Linked DNA regions of Ovis aries: region 1 is linked to region 2. Evidence: chromatin contacts called from public Hi-C data. All regions are on one chromosome and are shown on one strand. Each heading gives the region's core, a stretch centred on a gene start, on an enhancer-like site or on the middle of the called end of the contact. The rest is flanking DNA. Distances are from core to core; before and after follow the strand shown. Region 1 overlaps ACO2 (aconitase 2). Region 2 holds the start of RANGAP1 (Ran GTPase activating protein 1).

Region 1 (4,105 bases), core at 581-3,080, 180 kb after region 2:
CGTCTAGCACCTCAGGTGGTGGGTGGGGCTGCTCTGGGATTGCTGCCCCTATGGCCGCATCAGGTATCTTGGGGGGAAATGCTCACTGCCAGCTCCTCCCTCCGCTGTGCTGGAGCCAGGCCATGGGAGACTGTCCGCTCTCTGGAGAAGCCAGATAAGCACACTCCACACATCCACCACGTGAGGCAGAGTGTTATCGAAGCACCTTTCAGCAGTCAGCATTGTCCCTGGGCCTGTCCCAGGACACACTTGGATCCCAGGTCATCTGGTTCTCACCACCATCCTGGGGTTGGGATGGTGCAGCCATTCTTAATACTGTACTAACAGATGAGGAAACTGAGGTCCAGGGAGGCAGTTACTAGTCCAAGTCATACAATCGGGAGCTTTCAGAGCTGTTCCTGAGCCCAAGCTACCAGTCTCCCAGGTCTCTGGCTCATCCAGGCTACACTGGAGAGGCCCCGTGCAGGAGGCATGCCTAGGACTAACTCAGTGGCCCAGTGTCGGCAGGGGGCAGTCTTGCAGACCCCACTGGAGCCCTAAGCTCCTTTCTCTGCTCAGGGCTTTTAAACAGAAGACCTTGGATTCTTTTTCAGATCATTCTGGAAAACTATGCCTACCCTGGGGTTCTTCTGATTGGCACTGATTCCCACACCCCCAATGGCGGTGGCCTGGGAGGCATCTGCATTGGAGTCGGGGGTGCTGATGCTGTGGACGTCATGGCTGGGATCCCCTGGGAGCTGAAGTGCCCCAAGGTGAGAAGTGGGGAGGGCTTGTGTTGGGGTAGCAGCAGAGGGGTGGTTGGTGGGGCGAGTAGGAGATGTGGGACCCACAAGAGCTGAGCGCATAGGTCAGGCTCAGCTCTCTCTGGGAAGGAGGCAGGGATAAACAAGCCCGAGTGAGAATTCCAGCAGATAGGTTCCTGGTTGGAATGTGGGGTGTGACACACAGGCCTGTGCCTGCTTTCTTGCCCCACCTATTCAGGTGATTGGTGTGAAGCTGACGGGCTCCCTCTCTGGCTGGACCTCACCTAAAGATGTGATCCTGAAGGTGGCGGGCATCCTCACAGTGAAAGGTGGCACGGGCGCCATCGTGGAGTACCATGGGCCTGGAGTAGACTCTATTTCCTGCACTGGTGAGGACGGCGGCCGCAGGCGTGCTCCCAGCCTTTGCGGGCCCATGGGCCTGTGGTTGAGCTGTAGATGCAGCGGCTGGCCTTCCCAGGATTGAAACTCTGTTCGTAGGGCTAGAATCTTGTGTTCTTCTCCCGGTATCCAGCAGCCACCCCGACAGCCGGGACACTGGGCTCTGGCCCCGTGGTCTCTCTTTCCCTGGCCCTCCTTTTAACCCTGGACCACAAGGGCAATGAGAGCGAGGGAAGAAGTGATGCCAGCTCCCTGGTGCAAAGATGTGTATGCGCCTCTAGCGGGTGTGGGGGCCTCGCCCAGCTGCTCAGCCAGCCCTGTGGGTTCTGTCTCTATACAGGCATGGCGACCATCTGCAACATGGGTGCAGAAATTGGGGCCACCACTTCGGTGTTCCCTTATAACCACAGGATGAAGAAATACCTGAGCAAGACAGGCCGGGCAGGTGAGCCGGTGGGGGTCCTAATCCCGTCTCTGAACTGACTTCAGGGTTCTGAGAAGCCCCTGGAAGTCTGTGAGAGGTTATGTGTGTGACTGCTCCTAAGTGGGTTTCTGGAGCTCTCATCAGCGTCTCAGAGGCTCTGGCCTCTCAGCGTGAAACATCATGGCTCAGGAATTTAGTTCCCCTGGATGGGCATCCTTGGGATTTAGTAACCCTGAAAGGGCATCTGAGTTCGGTTCTTCTTGGCCTGGTCCCTGGCGCCCTCTATGGGAAGCTCTGGAAATGACGTGGATTTAATTCCTACTCTAGCAGGGAAGGAGGAAAATCATTTGGTGCAAGAACCACTTTCTCAGCCTCCCCCAACAACTTCCCTGAGCTTAGCTTCTTTGAAACCCAGAGATGGAAATGGGGCCTGGGGAGAGCTTGTTGGGTCTTCTGAAGGGAGGCGACTGGTGGAGCCAGAGGCTGGGGGACCTGGGGAGAGCTTGTCACTTTGCTTCCGAGCTCTTTGTACACAGAATCCTACCTGGAAGACTCTTCCTTTAATTATCAAGTAACTTCTCCTCCTCTAAAATCCAGTGCTTCTCCTCTCCCTGACTCTGAACCCCAAGTCAGTACCTCTGCTCAGTGTCCCCACGTTCCTGTGCGTCTCCCGTATTGTGTTGTAACTTCTGGCTCACTGATGGCGCCCTCGCTAGACTGAATTCCTCGAGGTCAGGGACTGTGCCCTCTGCTGCTGTTTTGTTCCTTTGTTTGCCCAGTCAGTGCCCAGGGCCCGCTGTGTGTGGCGGGTGCTGGGTAACTGGTCCTTATGGATGGATGGAGTCTTGTGACCAGTTTCTGTCTTACATGCTTCAGTCTCCCTCCCTTGTTGATTTCAGACATTGCCAACCTTGCTGATGAATTCAAGGATCACTTGGTACCTGACTCTGGCTGCCATTATGACCAACTGATTGAAATTAACCTCAGTGAGGTGAGGCAGGGCATTGGTTCCAAGGACTTTCTGAGGGTGGGGGTTGTTCAGGCGCCATCTGGAGACTTCTGGTGGGCCTTGGGGAGAGCTTGGGCAGGTCCCTGGCTGCACACCCAGCAAGGCTCTTGGGCTTTTGGTTCCCCAGCTGGTCATTCAGAAACGTTCAGTTTGCCCTTGCCTCAGCTCTCAGAAAAGCCAAGATTTTACCCTTGAGCTTGCTTTGTTGTGAGAATTCAGAGGGCAGGGCCCTAGATTCCAAGCCTGACCCTGGTGCCCTGAGACCTGAAGATCAGGGTAGCATTTGGAAGGCCAGAGGAAGGACGGGCTAGAGGGACCAAAGTAGCGGAACAGAGCAGCTGAGGGTTTAGGCCCTGAAGCCAACCCGCACAAGTTCAAATCCTGACTCTGCCACTTGGCCTGTGACCTTACTTCAGGTCACTGTGGGTCTCACTTCATCACATGTGGAACCCGAGGCAGTCATGGGGACTGAATGAGCTAATTCACGTAATAACTGTTGCTGATATTTATTGAGGGCTAATTGGGTGCCAGGCACTTCACTCAGTGCTTCACGTTGGTGATAAGTAGCGTCACGGATAACATGTCTGGCCTCCAGATTTCCAGAAGTACCACCTCACGGGAGATAACGGGCTGAGGGAGCCGGCAGCCTTGATTCATCCCATGCCTCTGCTGTCTCCAAGCTCGTGACCTTGGGCGAGGCAGGCAGCTCTGCCATCTGCAGGCGGGAGATAATGACCTTGGGGGTGGGAGGGCTGCAGGAGCGGGTGCATGGACAGTGCCCGCTGCTCGGGCGCTTCCTGGGATGAGCTGTGAGCTGTAGAATGAGAGCTGGCCTCCCAGGCCCACCGTGACTGGGCGAGCAGGAGCCAGGCCACCGCTGAAGGGGAGAGGTGTCCTCACACCAAGCTGAGGTCCTCCCCACTGCCACCCCCCGCCTCTTTTGCTTCAGCTGAAGCCGCACATCAATGGGCCCTTCACCCCTGACCTGGCTCACCCTGTGGCAGAAGTGGGCAGTGTGGCAGAGAAGGAGGGGTGGCCCTTGGACATCCGAGTTGGTGAGTACCCCCTACCCCCAACCCCAGAGCCAGCAGGTCCACCCAGGGCTGTGGACCATCTCCCGTGCTTACCATGGGGCCCTTCCTGAATGGTTTAGGCACTTTGTGAAATAATTTTTTTCCCCTCCACAGCTTCTTAAAGAAACTACTTTTTCTTGGTGTAAAAGAAATACATATCAGTGTAGAGACCGTTGACAAAACAAGAATTTTAAAACACCCCTAATCTCCACCCTCAGCCAGAACCAGCTCTTTGTACATGCCCATACTGATGTGTGTGAGTTTTGTTTTACGAACATTTCCTCTTACCAATCACCATGCCTGATTTTACTTTACATGCTTTACACACACACACTGGCATGTTGGTACCGCTGTTGTCATCTTTTCGTGAAGCATGTGAACCCCGGTGGCCTGAGAGAGAATCTGACTCTGCCAGTTCATAGCTGGGTGGCCGTGAGCTCATTGCTTCACCCCCTGT
Region 2 (4,132 bases), core at 1,534-4,033:
CTCCCCTGGAAATCTGCAGACTGAAGAGGTCAAAGTGCATTAAGAGAGAGGATCTCTGGGCATCTCCAGGTTGGGGAGGGCCGGGGAGGACCATTTCAGCTGCCTGATCCCACCCCCCAGGATAAGGAAATCCCAAGCGCTAAACCACTGGGAGAAATAAAAACAACACTGAGCAAGAAAGAGTTCTAAAAGGGCAAAGGTTTCAACCTCTGCAGAGTTACTGTCCCACTACAGGCCCTCCTCTGCCCAACTGCCCCAGGCAGGGTACCAAGCAGAGCCATGTGAGTTGACCACTGGGTCCCCAGGGAACGGCAGTCAAGTCCCAGTCTGACGGCTATGAAGAGTCTCCCCAGAGCACACACCTGCCTGATCATGTTGGGCGCTCTCTGTTTGAGGGTCCCATTCCTCAAACAGGACATGGATGGCTATGGGATCCAGGTTATCCATCCCAAAGAATGCCCCACTGCCCTCACTGGCATGACTCTGGGGATGGGGCACAGGGCACAGCCTACTGCACAGCTGGTTTCAACCGTGGCCAGGAGACTGGGCAGCCCATGGCGGCCAGACCTCAGGGGTTCCTAGGCGACCAGAGGTCTCTACATCACAATAGCCACCATCACAATAGACTGAGGACAGAGTTGTTGAGAAAAAGGAGCTTCCAGCCTGCAGTTCAGCAGACTGGCAGAAAGGATCACTACATTTCCCCAAAGAGGAATGGGTGATCAGGAAGAACAAGGTTATTTAGTGTCTCAGGCAGTGATAAGAAAAAAAAAAAAAAAAACAGGAAAAGGGGTAAGAAACTTTGCTGTTTTCCTTTTTCTCTTGGGAGGGGGGAATGGATTTAATCTAAAATAAGAGTGGTGGTGGTTGTTCAGTCGTTTAGTCGTGTCCAACTGTTTGCAACCCCATGGACTGGAGCACACCAGGGTTCCCTGTCCTTCACCGTCTCCTGCAGCTTGCTCAAACTCATGTCCATTGAGTCGGTGACGCCATCCAACCATCTTGTCCTCTGTCGTTCCCTTCTCCTGCCTTCAATATTTCCCAGCATCGGGGTCTTTTCCAAGGAGTCAGTTCTTCACATCAGGTGGCCAAAGTACTGGGGCTTCAGCTTCAGCCCTTCCAATGAATATTCAGGACTGATTTCCTTTAGGATTGACTAGTTTGATCTCCTTGCAATCCAAGAGGACTCTCAAGAGTCTTAAAGAAGGTATTATCAAGAAAGAAACAAAGACTTGAAGGATATTGGGGACTGACCCATGCAGATATCTGGGGGAAGAACATTCTTGCAAAGGCTCTTGTGGGTGAAGTGGGGGTCAGAGGAAGTGCAAGGAGGCCAGTGGGGCTGGAACACAGAGAGGGAAGGAGAAAAGAGGTAAGAGATAAAGAGAATTAACAAGAGGCCCCAGTCACAAAGGCCAGTTTAAGAACTAAAGCTTTTACTCTGAATGACAAAGGGAGCCACTGGAGGGTTTCTAGCAGAAGAGGGACTGTGATGTGAGTTATGTTCTGACAGGATCACTCTATCTGCTGCGTGAGGCTGGGAATCTCAAAGCTGCTTCAAGAATGAACGAGGGGATGAAACTGAACATAAAATAGCCTGACAACACCACCCCCCCACTCCTTGTAATTCTGGTTTGGGACAATTTAAGGCTAGAAAAACGGTGGTGAGGCGTCCAGATGAAACAGGAACACAGAACTTCTCAGCTGGAAGAGAAGTCCAGTACGAACGTACAGACGTAAACACACACACACACACCCCCATAGAGAAGTCCAGTACCTACGTGTACACACACACACACACACACACACCCATAGAGAAGTCCAGTACCTACGTGTACACACACACACCCCCATAGAGAAGTCCAGTACCTACGTGTACACACACACACACACACACACACACCCATCCTATCCACTATAAAGTCTAGGCAACTGGACCACAGAGAGATGAACTGACTGGTCCAAGGTCTGCAAAGGGCCAGCGGCGAAGTAAACGCAAAAATCTCCTCTCCCTCCCGAGCAGGAGCCTGGCACATTTGCCTCCGTGCACATCCACCACTCCTGCCCAGCGTCGGCAGTGACTCACGCGGGTCCCCGGGGCTGCGGCGGCACCAGCCCAGGTCCTCGGCGGGTGTGGGCCTCTTGCGAGGCGGCGGCGGGAGAGCGATGCGCGAGTTCGGGACGCCAATGACAGGCGGGGCCGCACCAGAGCCCCATCCGGGATCCCAGGCGGACGTTCACCGCCCTCGGATTGACACCGACGCGAAAAGGGGACGCCGCTGCCGGCTGGGCGAGCCGGGTGGGCCTGACGCCCTCTCTTAAGCTTCAGCCTCGCCGCTTGGGAAAAGGGACAGCGCCCCAACTCCCACCCGGCTCGGCGCTCGGCGGTCGAGGGCACAGGGGATGAAAACGGAGGGGGGCACGCAGAAAGCGCCACACCTTCCTCGCCCGGTTCCAGCGCCGCGCCACCCCCGCCTGCATCCCCGGGCAGGTGACAAGGAAAGGAAAGGGATCCCCGACCCTACCGTACACAGGCTGCGCCGCCGCGTGGGGCGACCGGAGTGCGCGCGTGCGTCCGGCGGGCGCGGACGGATTTAGGGTCCGGGTCAGGTCAGGTCAGGTCAGATCGGGGTCGCCGCCTCCGGTCCGGCGCTCCCGATGCTCAGCCCCACCGGTAGACGTCCGTCAGCTTTGTCCAACCGCTTCTCTCCGCTCGCACCTCCGACACCACCTGCTCCCCGCACGGCGGCGGATGATGGCGGAGGGAGGTGGATTTTGAAAGCCGGCAGTTTCTTTCCTTCGATTTGATTTGTCGGAGGCCCGGCCCGGCTTCCCCTACCCCCGCGCGCGCGGCCTGTCGGGTATGGTAGTCCGCTTCTCCTGCGCGGGGAGCGGCTAGACGCCGCAGAGTCGCGCCCGCGAACTACCATTTCCATAATACCCGCGCGGCGTCCCGGCGCCTCCGCTAGGTCCCTCTGTGCCCTCCCTTTTGCGGCTTCTGGCTCTTTCTCCCGGAGGCCGCTGGGAGGCGTTGAACCGCGAACTCCCAGGAAGACTACAATTCCCTAAATGCCTTGAGGCCGGGCCGGCTCCGCCCTTCCGGAAATGTTCACGTTCACGTAACTTTATTGACAAAGGCTGGTGCTGACGGAGACTCGAAGCTCAATCTGTTCCGCAAGCTAAGAGGTGTCCATTTCCTAAAGGGAAAACCTCGCTTTTTTTTTGTCCCATGAAATTGGAAGGACATTCGAGGACTTTCCCAAAAATAGCCACAAATTCCTTGATAATTAAAAGGACGGGGGGGAAATAGTAACTCTGTAGCAAAGAAACTGCCACACCACCCTTAACCACATTAACGTTCACGTTAACGCTACACTGACGCTGACATCCATCGCACACCTCCCGCAGTGCTGTGCTGAGAAGGACACAGCGTCACCGTCCAGTCCCCGCAACGCATAAAATTACTCTAATCGTGAGGAACCATCGGACCTACCCAACTGAGGAACACGTTACGGAATAATGTGTCTGTACTCTTCCAAAAATGTCTGTGTCGTGAGACAGAAAAGCTAAGGAGCTGCTGCAGATTAAACATGACTAAAAAGACACGATAATTAAATGCAACACGTGGTCCTGGACTGGAGCTTGGGGCCGGGGTACAGAGAATCACAATAAAGGGCAATATTGAGACAGAAAAATTTGTATGTTAGATAATAACGTTGTAAAAAAAAGATAATAGCATTGTTTCCATGTTAAACCTGTTGTTCCTTTTAAATTCTACCTGATTATGTAAGAGACTGCCCTTGTTCTTGGGAAATACATGCTGAAATAATTACAGGCATGATGTTTGCAACCTACTCTGCTAAGTCGCTTCAGTCGTGTCCGACTCTGTGCGACCCCATAGACGGCAGCCCACTGGGGTTACCCCTGTCCCTAGGATTCTCCAGGCAAGAACACTAGAGTGGGTTGCCATTTCCTTCTCCAATGCATGGAAGTGAAAAGTGAAAATGAAGTCGCTCAGTTGTGTCCGACTCTTAGCGATCCCATGAATTGCAGCTTACCAGGCTCCTCCATCCACGGGATTTTCCAGGCAAGAGTACTGGAGTGGGTTGCCATTGCCTTCACCGAACCTACT

What was found. Hi-C and Micro-C count contacts between places; a contact is called where the count stands out from the background.
Region 1: a contact with region 2 is called in a Hi-C map of hypothalamus, with 3 times the contacts expected there. The contact joins the enhancer-like site here to the promoter of RANGAP1 in region 2. A contact is called at or near these places in 3 of 16 Hi-C or Micro-C datasets (hypothalamus, mixed tissues and muscle).

Annotation. Positions count from the first base shown.
Region 1 is chr3:218,429,556-218,433,660 of ARS-UI_Ramb_v3.0, forward strand. ACO2 (aconitase 2) reads left to right here. Exons shown (of 18, transcript XM_027968150.2): 5 at 594-752; 6 at 982-1,132; 7 at 1,483-1,587; 8 at 2,466-2,557; 9 at 3,525-3,630. Among named protein-coding and RNA genes, the nearest start is that of POLR3H, 21 kb to the right of the region's middle. Within about 2 kb of position 1,831, at least 10 of the 54 cell types and tissues checked have an H3K27ac peak or open chromatin away from gene starts, as enhancers often do. A contact at or near this core is called in hypothalamus, where this site is marked.
Region 2 is chr3:218,249,442-218,253,573 of ARS-UI_Ramb_v3.0, forward strand. RANGAP1 (Ran GTPase activating protein 1) reads right to left here and starts at 2,784. Exons shown (of 15, transcript XM_060413583.1): 1 at 2,526-2,784; 2 at 1-20.